Linked DNA regions of Zea mays: region 2 is linked to region 1. The links are chromatin contacts, called in public Hi-C maps. All regions are on one chromosome and are shown on one strand. Each heading gives the region's core, a stretch centred on a gene start, on an enhancer-like site or on the middle of the called end of the contact. The rest is flanking DNA. Distances are from core to core; before and after follow the strand shown. Region 1 holds the start of LOC103638205 (Helicase protein MOM1). Region 2 has its middle 14 kb from the start of LOC103638202.

Evidence for each region. A called contact is a pair of places that touch in the nucleus more often than the background predicts.
Region 2: a Hi-C map of leaf shows a contact between it and region 1, with 4 times the contacts expected there. The contact joins the enhancer-like site here to the promoter of LOC103638205 in region 1. A contact is called at or near these places in 2 of 25 Hi-C or Micro-C datasets (ear and leaf).

What each region holds. Positions count from the first base shown.
Region 1 is chr9:32,127,460-32,133,625 of Zm-B73-REFERENCE-NAM-5.0, forward strand. LOC103638205 (Helicase protein MOM1) reads left to right here and starts at 3,386. Exons shown (of 21, transcript XM_008661197.4): 1 at 3,386-3,761; 2 at 3,871-4,527; 3 at 4,978-5,213; 4 at 5,679-5,770; 5 at 5,886-5,943; 6 at 6,062-6,166. The coding sequence starts at 4,026.
Region 2 is chr9:31,935,283-31,941,463 of Zm-B73-REFERENCE-NAM-5.0, forward strand. No RefSeq gene overlaps it. Among protein-coding and RNA genes, the nearest start is that of LOC103638202, 14 kb to the right of the region's middle. Within about 2 kb of position 2,194, at least 11 of the 20 cell types and tissues checked have an H3K27ac peak or open chromatin away from gene starts, as enhancers often do. A contact at or near this core is called in ear and leaf, where this site is marked.

The sequences.
Region 1 (6,166 bases), core at 2,136-4,635:
ATAATGAAGGCATGACTTTCTTGATCTTCGTCTGATGAGTATTATCCCTATGTGGAGATAATGCTTCGGATGATGAAGATCCTTAAATCTTTAACGATCATGTTGCCTTGTTCTTGATTCATAGCATTTGAGAACAAGTGACCAACAGAAACGACCTCCCGATGAAATATGTAGTGTTGTCATCAATTACCAAAAAGGGAGAGATTGTGAATCATCTAGGCCCTTAGTGATGTTTTGGTAATTAATGACAACCATATATGGACTAACGATTCTTGGAGAAATAAGAATGTAGGTTGAACCATAGGGAAAAGGGCTTTATCGAAAGTCTTGGAGACTTAAAGCATTGGTTGTGGATCAGGTGAAGGCAAATGTATAACATATGTTTTATTTTTGCCGGTCAATGGGTGTTTAGAGAAGAAATTGACCGGATCAGTAGGCTAGATAGCCGAACTATCAAGAGTGGTCAATGACACTTGTCCGTGTAAAGCTTAGTGCCTCATAAAGCATCTAGTCTTTGCATTTGTATGAGGACTAACAACGTTTCCGATTTTGAGAGTTAAAATCTTTTCAAAAGTATATTTGGAAGGTTGGTATGTTCAGTGGTCGGCGGACCGTCCGGGCCAGGAGGCCAGACCGTCCGCGACTCACTCAGTGGACCAACAGAAGTGGTCTCTCTCAGGGTGTTTTTAACTTTTGTACTACAGTCCGTTCGGGCCTCAGGGACGGATCATCTGCGGTCATAACCAGAGAAGTTGCAAGTTTGCACAAGTCCCTGTGTGCCTGTGCGGATAGTCTGGCCAGGGTCAGCGGATTGTCCGCAAGTGCAAAAATGGAATTGGGCAGGGACTGTGTGTTTTTTAAGGTTTGTGCTACGGACTGTCCGGAGTTTCAGCCCGAACAGTACTAACTCCCAAGTGGCGGACCATCCGGCCTTGGAGAGCGGACAATCCGCTTGTGTAGATATCGTTTGAACAAAGAGCTCGGGTGGTTCTTGTTGCTAGGTCTCAGACAGTCCAGGTGTGGGCTGTGGACTATTTAGACCTACCTTTTTCTGACAGCTCTGACATGGTTCAAAAGGCATTTATAGACGTTACAGGTACGGTGGACCGTTCGCCCTAAGGGCGAGGACTATCGTGTGCGCAAAAAGTGTGCTATTTGCACGGTTAGAAATGTTTGGGGCATATAAATAGAAAGGGTTCTCGTGTGTGAGTGTTCTCTTGGCCATTCCTAGCACATATTGGGCATATTTGTGATCCTCCAACTTACTCTCTCACACTCTTTGCTTGAGATTGTATTCTAGTGGGAGATTGAGTGTTTCTAGTGCATTTGCATCAATTGGTGATCCTTGAGGCACTATGTGGTACACCGAACAAGCATCATCGACTTGTTACTCTTGGAGATTACCGCCTCCTAGACAACTTGGTAGTGTCTCCGTCGAGCTCTCCGTGAAGATTGTACATGAGTCGCGGTGGTGATTGTGAGGGCTCCACGCCTATCTCGCCGGAGCGGCAAAGGCGACACTAGTGAACCGAGGTATTGAGTGATTCCTTATTTCCTTGGCTCAAAGATCAAGCCATGTCTTGATAGAGGAGTAAGTGAGAACTTGGAGTCCACCTCAACGTGGATTAGGGGTGATTGACAAATCACTGATACCACGAGAAAATTTTCGATGTCTCTTTCTTCTTCTTATTTGTTTAAATTGCAAGGACCTAGTGATTATCATTCATTTTTAACTTTGATATCGTTAGTTTCCCATTAGTTGCATCCTTCTACTAGCTAGAGAATTTATATCTTTTGTCGTATTGATTAAATTTCTCTAGTGTCTTTGATTTTAGTCAACCGTCTATTCACCCCATCTAGCCAGTGTCCTAGATCCTACAAAGTGAACCATATATTGATTGCAAATGGGTAACAATTGTACATTACAACTATAAGGTAGATTGCAAAGGTCCTATAGCCAATAGTTGGCTATACTATTAAACTTGCTCTAAATGGATACACAGTGCCACTGGAAGGGTGTACGGAAACAGTCGCATGTTCATTGGCAATTATTAAACTTGCTCTAAATGGATACACCGGCCTGTTGGAAGGGTGTACGGAAACGGTCGCGTGTTCGTTGGTAATCTATCGGACGACTACGAATTCAAGGGCTACGTGGCGCTATAATAGCTAGTAATTAGCATAACATAGGTTGGTTAGCCTCTGAGCCCTGGCTCCAACAGGACAACTAAAGGACATCCAAAGCTAAACTAGATGTTATATAGGTACGGTAGTGTTTATCCAACAGGACAGGTAAAAAGAACAATCATTTTGGATGAGGTGAGAAAGGAAAGCTAAAATGAATGGTATAGAAAGGGGGCAACCATTTTAATATGTGTCTCAATGACAGAGTAACTCCACCATTCACCACCGACCCGATACTAGATGGTAAAATGATTTTTTGTTGAATACACTAAATTTATATGACTAGCTAAACTACCTGTAACAACCATAACAATTTAATGTATGCACTCAGTTTTTAAGAAACTAGTTTATAAAAATTGAACTGGTTCTAAATAAACTAGTTTATATCTTAGTTTATAGAAACTGGATTCCCCGTTTCTTAAAAACTAAGAAGTTAGCCTATTCTAGATAAAAAATAAAAACTGGTTTAATTTTCAAACATGACTATAACAAGCAAAATACATGAATGGCTAAAATGACTTCGTGTTGGAGTCAGGCCATATTTGGTTTCTTTAGTCTAGGGACTAAAGTTTAGTTAGAGGACTAAAGTTTAGTCCCTAACATGTTTGGTTTTAGAGGCTAAAAATAGTAAGAATATACTAAATGACTCATAAGAAGACTAAAATGACCTTTAACATTCTCCTGCTATTAGTACAATTGAACTAAATGAGGGGTAAATGTGGAATTAATATGGTTTAGTCCTTTTTAGCACATATGTGAAGGACTAAGGCCATGTTTGGTTTCTTTAGTCTAGGGACTAAAGTTTAGTCTCTAACATGTTTGGTTCTAGGGGCTAAAAATAGTAAAAATATACTAAATGACTCATAAGAAGACTAAAATGACCTTTAACATTCTCCTGCTATTAGTACAATTGAACTAAACAAAGGGTAAATGTGGAATTAATATGGTTTAGTCCCTTTTAGCACATATGTGAAGGACTAAAGACTAAATCATTTTAGTTCATATTTTAATCCTAGTGTTTGACTAAAAAGGGACTAAATGAGACTAAAAACTAGAGACTAATCTTTAGTCCCTCTAACCAAACACCCCCTAAAGACTAAATCATTTTAGTCTATATTTTAGTCCTAGTGTTTAACTAAAAAAGACTAAATAGGACTAAAAACTACAGACTAATCTTTAATCCCTCTAACCAACACCCATTGAGGGGACTAAAGATTAGGTACTAAAAGTTATTTTTAGACTGACTCCAGTCTGAGTGAGCGAAGAGCCACAGAGAGGAGAGAGCACACCATCCGATCACGCCTTTCTCCGTCTTCCTTTGGTCGGTGGGGTCGACTCCGCCTCCTCACCCGCAAAACCCCTCGTGTTCGCGAGACGATCAGACGAGGCGGTCAGGGAGGGGGAGGTAGAATAGGGTTTCGGCAGGGCCGTGCCGGGCCGCCTCCTGCTGACCTTCCTCCTCCAGCGCCGTGCAAGCACTCCCGTCCCTGCCAAGCCCTAGCTAGGGTAGCTGGTGCAGCGGATTCCAGGACCCACAAATCTCTTCTTCTCAACCCATTGCCGGTGGAGCGTGGCTGGTAAGTAATCCATGCTTCTCTTTCGTTTTCCTTCCGCTCCCCTGCTCTTCCTCAGACTACCCTGCTACTTACACAGATTTCTTTCTGACGACTGATCGCGCGCTCGCAGAGGTAGTGGCCTCGGGTTGTTGGGGTTCGGGCTCGCCGGCGATTTTGGGGGACGAGTTCGCTGCCGGTGCCGCGGGCGGGGGCGTGATTCGCACCTCGGAGGAACAAACGGTTGAACTGACCCAGGTGTTGATCTGCTGCTGCTACTACTGATCCATGGCTAATACCCGGTCAGGAGGAGGAGGAGATGCCCCTCCCCCCCCTTCTTCTCCTCCAGCTGCTGCTTCTGCAACTGCCACAAGGAAGCTTGCCGATGGAAGGGAGACCAGGAACACCGCAGCTGCCAGTGCTCACACACCAAACCTCAGGAGGTCCACTCGAGAAAACAAAGGAAAGCACAAATCTAGACTTGCTGACACACCACCCCTTCACAGATCTGCTAAAACGCCCACCAAGGATGCCACTGCAATTGCTACCCCCAAATCCACACCCTTGCCAAACAACCCCAAAGACTCAACAAAAAAGCCCTCCAGAGTTAGGAACACAAGTGTTTCACCTTCTCCTTCAAAACAAGAACCTAATGAAACCTCAACGCCCGCCTCCACCAAAAGAAAAACCCAAGATGATGCTCTGACTGCCTCTACACCGTCCAAGAAGCAGAAAAGGCTCCTGCATGCGAAGAGCTACATTGCACTCTTCAATATAGGAGAAGAATCTGGTACATGATGCCATGCCATTTCATTGAATTAATGGTTTTTTTGCACGATGGGTATTTTTTTGAAGTCTCGCTAATCCAGCTCATTACTTACTTTCTCTGTTGCAAACATTCCACTTGTCAGATTGCTTTAAAATGCTCAATATTATTACTTAAAAAGAACTGCACCCTTTTAGTCTTCTTTATTGTTGAGCGCAATGTCTTGAAGCATCCTTAGTGCGCTGAGCCTTCTAAAACCCAACCGATATCATAGTACTCCATGCATATCACTCTTGCTTAATCATCCTTCCATTGTCATAATGTCATTCCAAGAGGGCTTATAGCTTCTTAGCGATCAGATTTTGGCATAGCAATTTCAGGATGATGATTTCTACCACCTCTGTTCCCCTGGATGCTGATGCTTAGTTTTCATCCAAATACTAAAGACTGCTATCTGTAAATTTTGTAATGCAGTGCTTGCTACCCTCAGGGAGGATGAGGAAAAAGCTTCTGAGGTGCAACCGGAAGGAGATGGTGCTGTTTTGGTGCATGAAGAAAGTAATGCACCGGAACAACCCAACCAGGAAGCTTCAAATGTTGTTGCTAGTGAGGTCTTGGGAGGTCACTCTTCTGACTTGCATGAAATTGAGGTGATATTGGAGGGAGATGGATTGAAGATTGGATCCCATCAGTCTGATGTTGTTTTAGAGGTTGGAGCTGCCACCCCTTTTCTAAAATCTGAGATTCAAACAAGTCAGCTCTGTATTTATGCTGCTGATGGAATCAGTGCAGTAAGCAGCAGTTGGGTATATACTACCGACAAAATCAACGCGCTAAGCATTTTGGAAAGTAGTGATGTTGCCTTCTTTTATCCGTTATTGGTATTAACTCTTAAGTAGCGTGAAAGAATTACATACATCTCTAAGGAATACGCTCTTTGTTCAAACCTGCAAATGTTATACTGCTTCTGGTGCTACGTACCTTAATGGACGAAGTATCCGTCATGCACTTGTTTATCAGTTGCTTCTTATGTCCGCTAGCTTTTTATGACATCCTAGTAGGGTAACACCTCGGAATGTTATGTCTGATATATTTATAGAAGTCTTGGTTCTTTTCTGTTATTATCTGTTAATGCGTATTGGAGACTTGAAGCGATGTTGCAATTTTTTGTACAGCGTTGCATTCTTACTGAGACGCGCTCACTAAATAAGGCAGTGGAAAGCATCCCCATGTTGGAAACTGGAGAGCAAGCTACTGGTGGTTCAAAGTATTTCACTATCCGTTGCATATTATTTATGCCATTAGCTATATAGATTCTGTTTGATGTTGCTAAGCATGGATTTGGTATGTCAGCTGATTCTGTAGTCACTTCTGTATTGCAGCCAGAAACCTCTACTAGAATTGCCAAATAGCGCTTGCTCTACTGCTCATCATGAAGAGGTAATAATCAAATGAGGCTTCCATGATTTTCATGCAGCATATGCGTTTTTCATGTTTTATTTAGTGTGATATAAGTAACCATGTGCTTGCAGTTAATGTTTCTTTTATCCTCCTCCAGGCCAGCAAGTCGGTGGAAGATGGTAATTCTATTGGGATTCAAGGTGCATGCACTTCAAGGAATACTGAAGCTATCCAATGTGATGAAACATGGTATGATGACAAC
Region 2 (6,181 bases), core at 944-3,443, 190 kb before region 1:
TTTTGTAAATCATATTTTGATACTTCATTAGAAGTATCTATAAAGGTATGGATATCAAGGTAGGCAATGCATCAAAGGGTTTCCAAGCAACGCCTAGAAACCTAATGCACATTTCGCTAGACTTAAAGTGTGTAAAAATTATTTAAAAACACAAGGAATGGGTTGCAAGCACGGGGGCTTGCCTGGGATAAACACTACGTTAGTGTTTGTTAGACGTCGATCACTTGACGACCATCCTTTGTTCTGATACTTGTTTTGTCTGTCCATCTTCAGTTTCGTTCATCAGCACCATCTTGTGGTCGACTCAGTTCTGGTTCTCCGCATTACGTGGTTAATTCACGTACCTGAATGAAATGCATTATGCACATAAATGCATATAGACAGGAATAGCACAGATCTAAATAGTGCTACACCGACAAGAATTAAACACTTAGTGATAAAGCGTCGTACTATTTTCATACGAAAACACTAGTTATCGACGTACGACTAAGCGCAATAATTACGCTTCTCTAGACTAAACGAACCTAACACAAACATTACGAGCAACAAACTATACACCTTTAATATACTTAGCCTAAACACAACTTATCAGCTAATTAATTGAATTCTAAACTTATCACTCGCTTTATAAATTATACCCCATCGCTCACAAAGAAATATTTAATTTTATTTCACACCTCATATATTTTACATGTTAACAATTAATCAAACATTTCAGGTTTGATTACCAAAATATCCTACCAAATCAACAATGACAGCCTTATCGGATAATCGTTTGGATTACTAAATCAATTCTTCATGCTATTAATTCTCCTCACTTCTCATCAAAGAGCCAATTTAAACCTATTCGACATATGCACCCACTACATACTACCTGCGATGCATTTTAATAATCATTTAATATAACCACGACCGTATTTATCAGCTATATGAGCGAGACACTAGACTAATTATTCAATTAACCACTCCTCACACAATAATCATTTTAAACTTTGAGTTTCGCGTGACACGACCACTTCATACGTATGTGCAGACTCAATTGATGCATGAAGCGAGGCATCACGACATACATCTAATACCTCGACAACGCACCCATGCTAAGAATAAAACACTCTTTACGGACAACTAATTCAATCAATCCATTCATCAGATCAGTTAATAAAAATAGCAAATCAGCTTACCGTTCCAACAGCTGTTCCAACAGCTGACACGAATCCGCGAGATCGGTAATGATTTTCTGATTCAAACAATTTGTCGAGCGCTTGGCAGGTGCCACACGAACTTCACGCGGCTAACTTCGTCTTCGCCCGATTCTTGTGATTTCTTGATGACACACGGAACGACGATAAGATCGAGTCTGGAGCGAGCTGGCGAGGTGTGGGTCGAGCAGGGGATGACAGGTTCGATGACTCGACGGTAAACGCGAACATGCCGAAACCCGATGCATGAGGAGCGAGCGCACAAGGGCAAGCAGCACGAATTGAAACGTGGAGAAATTGCCCACTACGAAACAAACTGAGCAAGGAGCGCTCGTGAACTTTATGGTGGAATCGGCGGTAGCCGATGCCAGAGCGCACGGCAAGGAAGCTTCACAATTTGACGAGACCGTGGCCGAGCGAATTTTATGGCGCGGACTAGAGAAGGACTCGGCGAGCAGAGGGGCGAGCAGGACGCGAGCTACGCGCAGGCACGCGCGCAGGGGACATCGGCTGGGCGCGCGGCCGACTAGAGGGAGCCGGCGCGGCCATGCGAGCAGGGTGGAGGGAGCAGAGGCGCTCGCATGGGAGAGGGAGAGCCTGGCGAGCTGCGCGCAGGAGACTCCGAGCAGAGGTAGCAGCGACACCGTGGATGGGAAGAGCAGAGCACCGGCCAACAGAGAACCGAGAGGGAGAGGAAGGAGCTGGAGGGAGTGCCGCGTAGGGAGATGGAGCTCGAAGCCGAGCTCGAGGACGCGGCTGCCATGGGCGGGTGCTCCATGGAGGAGAAGCAGGGGAAGGGGCGAGCATAGGGAGATGGACGCCATGGGAGGGAAGGTAGAGCGTGCAGTAACATGGGAAGGAAGAGTAGCGCGCGCACAAGGAGCTTGGGACCGAGCAGAAGGACATGCGCAGGGAGGAAGACGCGTCATGGCTGAGGGAGCTCAGGGGGAGGGAAGCCGCGGCGCTGCAGAGAAAAAGGAGACTGGAGGCGGCGGCGAGATTTTTACACGAGCAGGCCAGGCACGCACGGCAGAGGATAGAGCTGAGAAAAAAGATATCTAGGCCCATGGGCGGTGGAAAAAAATCAGGGAGAATGGCTGCAGAGGATAGGAAAGAGCGATGATATTTTTCTCTCTTTTTTATTTCTTTCTCTCTTTTTATAATAGAAAATCACAGATATTTTTGGATCGAGGTTTTTAGCGATAACAAAAGGGTCGACGGTACTTGCGAAACAGTTTGATTCGATTCGAAATCTGATAAATTTACCTGTGGTCTGAACATCTGATTCCATGGTTACGGGCAATTTGTGTGATAATCGGATCTTAATTATAATTCCTTGATTATCGACCTCGCGCACGATTTCTTTCAGACACTGCGCGATTCAAATTATTTTACCCTGAACATTTTAGTCGTCGAGTTCAAACTAATTTACCTGGGATAAAATCGTAGGAGTAGGTAAAGCTTCCGAATTCGTATTCACGCGAGCGATGTATGTTAAATAATCACCGGGTGTACCGATTTTCGGAACGACTATGTTCCGAATAACATGAAAATTTAGGAAGAGCCCGGATAAATAAAAAACGATGTCAAACTCGCGACAGACAAAATAGATTAAGACGGAGAGACTGTTATTTAGCTCCGTCTAATTTTTACGATCCTCACCAGTGATCGATCATTTGATCTGACGCCAACGATCACATGCTGAGAGGAACGATTCACTTAATCAGCTGGCGCATCATTCTGTTCAGACAGCGTGGGCTCCAAATTGTTCATAAAATCAGAAGTCTTCCGATTTTCGTATTCACTTACGCACGTGATTCGAGCAGTTCAAAATTCGCCAGCGACGAAGATTCAATAATCCAAAAGCTTCATGAACCCTTTTTAGCTGTTTAGATCACCGAAATGAAAACGGCACCAAACTCGTTAGATTTTAATTAGGCACAGGACTCGCAAATTTTTGGAACAATTACGTTCCGAATTTCACGAAGACTTAGGAAGAGTCTAAATAGACAGAAACAGATGCGATATTAAAATCGCGATAGGCGAAGATGATTAAAAGTTAGCATCTGTTTTATCCACTGATATTACGTGCTTAAATCCATACTCGTTGTCGAGCAGAATATAAACACCAGGGGTGTTACAGCCCTCCCCCCATTAAAAGAATCCCGTCCTGAGATTCGGAGCGAAAGACCTTTAAGAGTAGATAAGCATGTAACACATGTCCATATCAGTGATAATCATGAGACATTTCCAAGCAAAGGCAAATGTCTCAGGAGGTGATTTCTCTAGTGGACATAACATGTATTGCCTTAGGCTAATTTAGAGATGTCCATCAATAGAGACGATGTCTGCCAGAGGAACACATAAGGTTCCATGTGTGCAGTTTGCTTTTTCTGATGACACTGTACTATCTGAGTCTGTTGAGCGAGTGGCAATTACGCGATTTTACCCAAACAGAATCAGATGCAACCTCTTGGGTAAAACACACAAAAGGATGTTTTACCAACAAGTGGTCATTTGAGGAATTCAACTTCCAGGAAGATAATAAAAATTCAAGGAACGCATTAGTGAAGATGATCAACAAATGTTGACTTCACAATCAATCCGCTTTATCGAGCACTAAGCATGACTTAACCTGATCATTCATGTTGGAAAAGCACACGTGAGGCGATCGAGGCATGACTAGGGCGATGATTAGGTGGTTATCAGTCGATTTTAACTTGATCTTTGTAAGAACTTTCTTAGGATGGGTTGAACCAAAGTGAGTTTAGATAACTCGATAAAACGATCTCTAGACTCAACCTTCGTTCATTGGGCAGTTACAAGTTAGTAAAACCAACTTGTTGAACTGCCATTAACACATAGTAAGTCTTCTCACTATCCATCGCAATCCAATGGTCGAGAGCTCACTCCCGGTAACAAGGGTTCATGCACTTGAGTAGAAATCCATTCGGTCATGTTGTTCATCTTTTTCTTCATGCGAGATGAACTGACTTGGTTAGGGAGTACATGGATTAAATAAAGGAGCGAATGAACAAACTCCTGCATCTCAGCAGCAGGGAAAACCAATCTCCATTTTGAGAGCTAATCAGCTGTCTCTCAACACTAAAAAGCTTCACGGCTTCACGTTTACACAAAGGACGTAAAGGGAACTTGTATAAGTAGTCACTACTAAGAGCAAAAGAAAAGGGGCTGCACATGAAAGTGGTATGCCCTTTTGATCCAATAGAGATGATAGATGTTGCTTGATCACTTGACAAACAACATAGAAATGGTTTCAAGGGAAGGTCAATGGAAGATAACACATCAGTGTAGTTCCATAATGGATCATGGCTAGAGACTTTGATACCAGCATGCGCCAAGCAGCATAACCTTGCGTGTACATTCACAAGGGGCTCTCAGTTTCATTGCGGTACCATAAGTCCTTAATCATGACACCATTACCAAACTGGCACCAATAATGAATCTCACATGGTAGGAACAATTTGTGCAGAGATAACATATCGATATAATCTCATAATGGATTATGACTACTAACTGTGATACCAGCGCGTGCCAAGTAGCATAACCATGTGTGTACATTCACAGGAGGCCCTCGGTTTCGTCACGGCACCATAGGTTTTAGTCATAACACCATTACTAGACGTAACCAATAAGAAATCTCGTGTGACACCAATGGATTGGGCAAGGGTGACAATATACAAAGAGACTCTACCTGTCAAAACGGTTACAAGTAGAGAGCCAAATAGATCATGGCCCGATGAAATGAACAAGGCATGGCCATAACCTAAATGTGATGAAAGGAGTACGATGGGGACTGTTATTTCAGCCCAAGCATATTTCTATGCCCATCACAGAGATCACAAGGTCAAGGATTAGTATCTGATTAGATACGCAGAGAAAACAATCATAAGATTAAGTTGGTATGCCTTCGATAGATATGAGCAAACCAAAGGCATCAAATTAAAGAAGATGATCAGACATGACTTTCTTAGGTTGGGTTGATGACACAATGATGTGATCCTCAAAAACAGATAAACTGGATAAGGGACATCAGCTTGTGCCAATTAAATAAGGACATGGTTTAGGATGGAGACATGACTCGAGATTCTTGTTTCAAGTCCGGGTACACTTTATGTCCAGCAAAGAAATTATCTAAGCATTTATTCGTATGTGTTTGGTCATGGAGTGATAATGGAAAATTCAAATTTGGGTCATGGTTCACTAAACAAAAACATGGCTAAGTTTTGGGTTTAAGCAAACAAGTCACCAACCTTCTATCGACACATCAAGTACAAGGGCAAACACATATAACACCTAAACATATTACCTAAGGAAACGAAGAATAGCTATTTCACTGACGTTCATAATACCGCATTACACCACATTATCTACAATCACTGGTTACTAGAATAAGGATGAGAGAAGCATTTTGGATGTATAGGTGACAAACATGATGCAACAATCAGGATGCATGCTCGTCCTATGCGTCCTCACGAGTTTAGCCAACATATTGTGGCAATAACGTTCTATATCGGTGGCATACTTTCGATTCTCATGGCATTTTGCTAGTCGTCGACTACACATACGTTTTCGAGGTTAGTGTACCTGCAGAAAAATCCATCACAGCCCAATTTCCCAATGATGCAATTCACATATGACAGTTTATCACAGTTTATACTCCATATGGAGGCCAGCTCATCATTAAGCGCCGAGCCACGCATAGGCGTTGTTGCCACACTTTATCCATAGGGCAACTCATTATGGTAACTCACCTTCTTACCTGAGCGTAGGTGTGTCATTACAAGTACATTACACTTCTCAGTATTCCCATGTCTGTATACCCATACACATCCATGGGGCACCGAATTCCCAGAAAAGTAAATACTCCACATCGCAGCTTTCATATATACATATGTGGAACATGTATATAGTCAAGCGTTTTTTATGCTCTTCCCTAGACCGACGATTGTTCGATCATG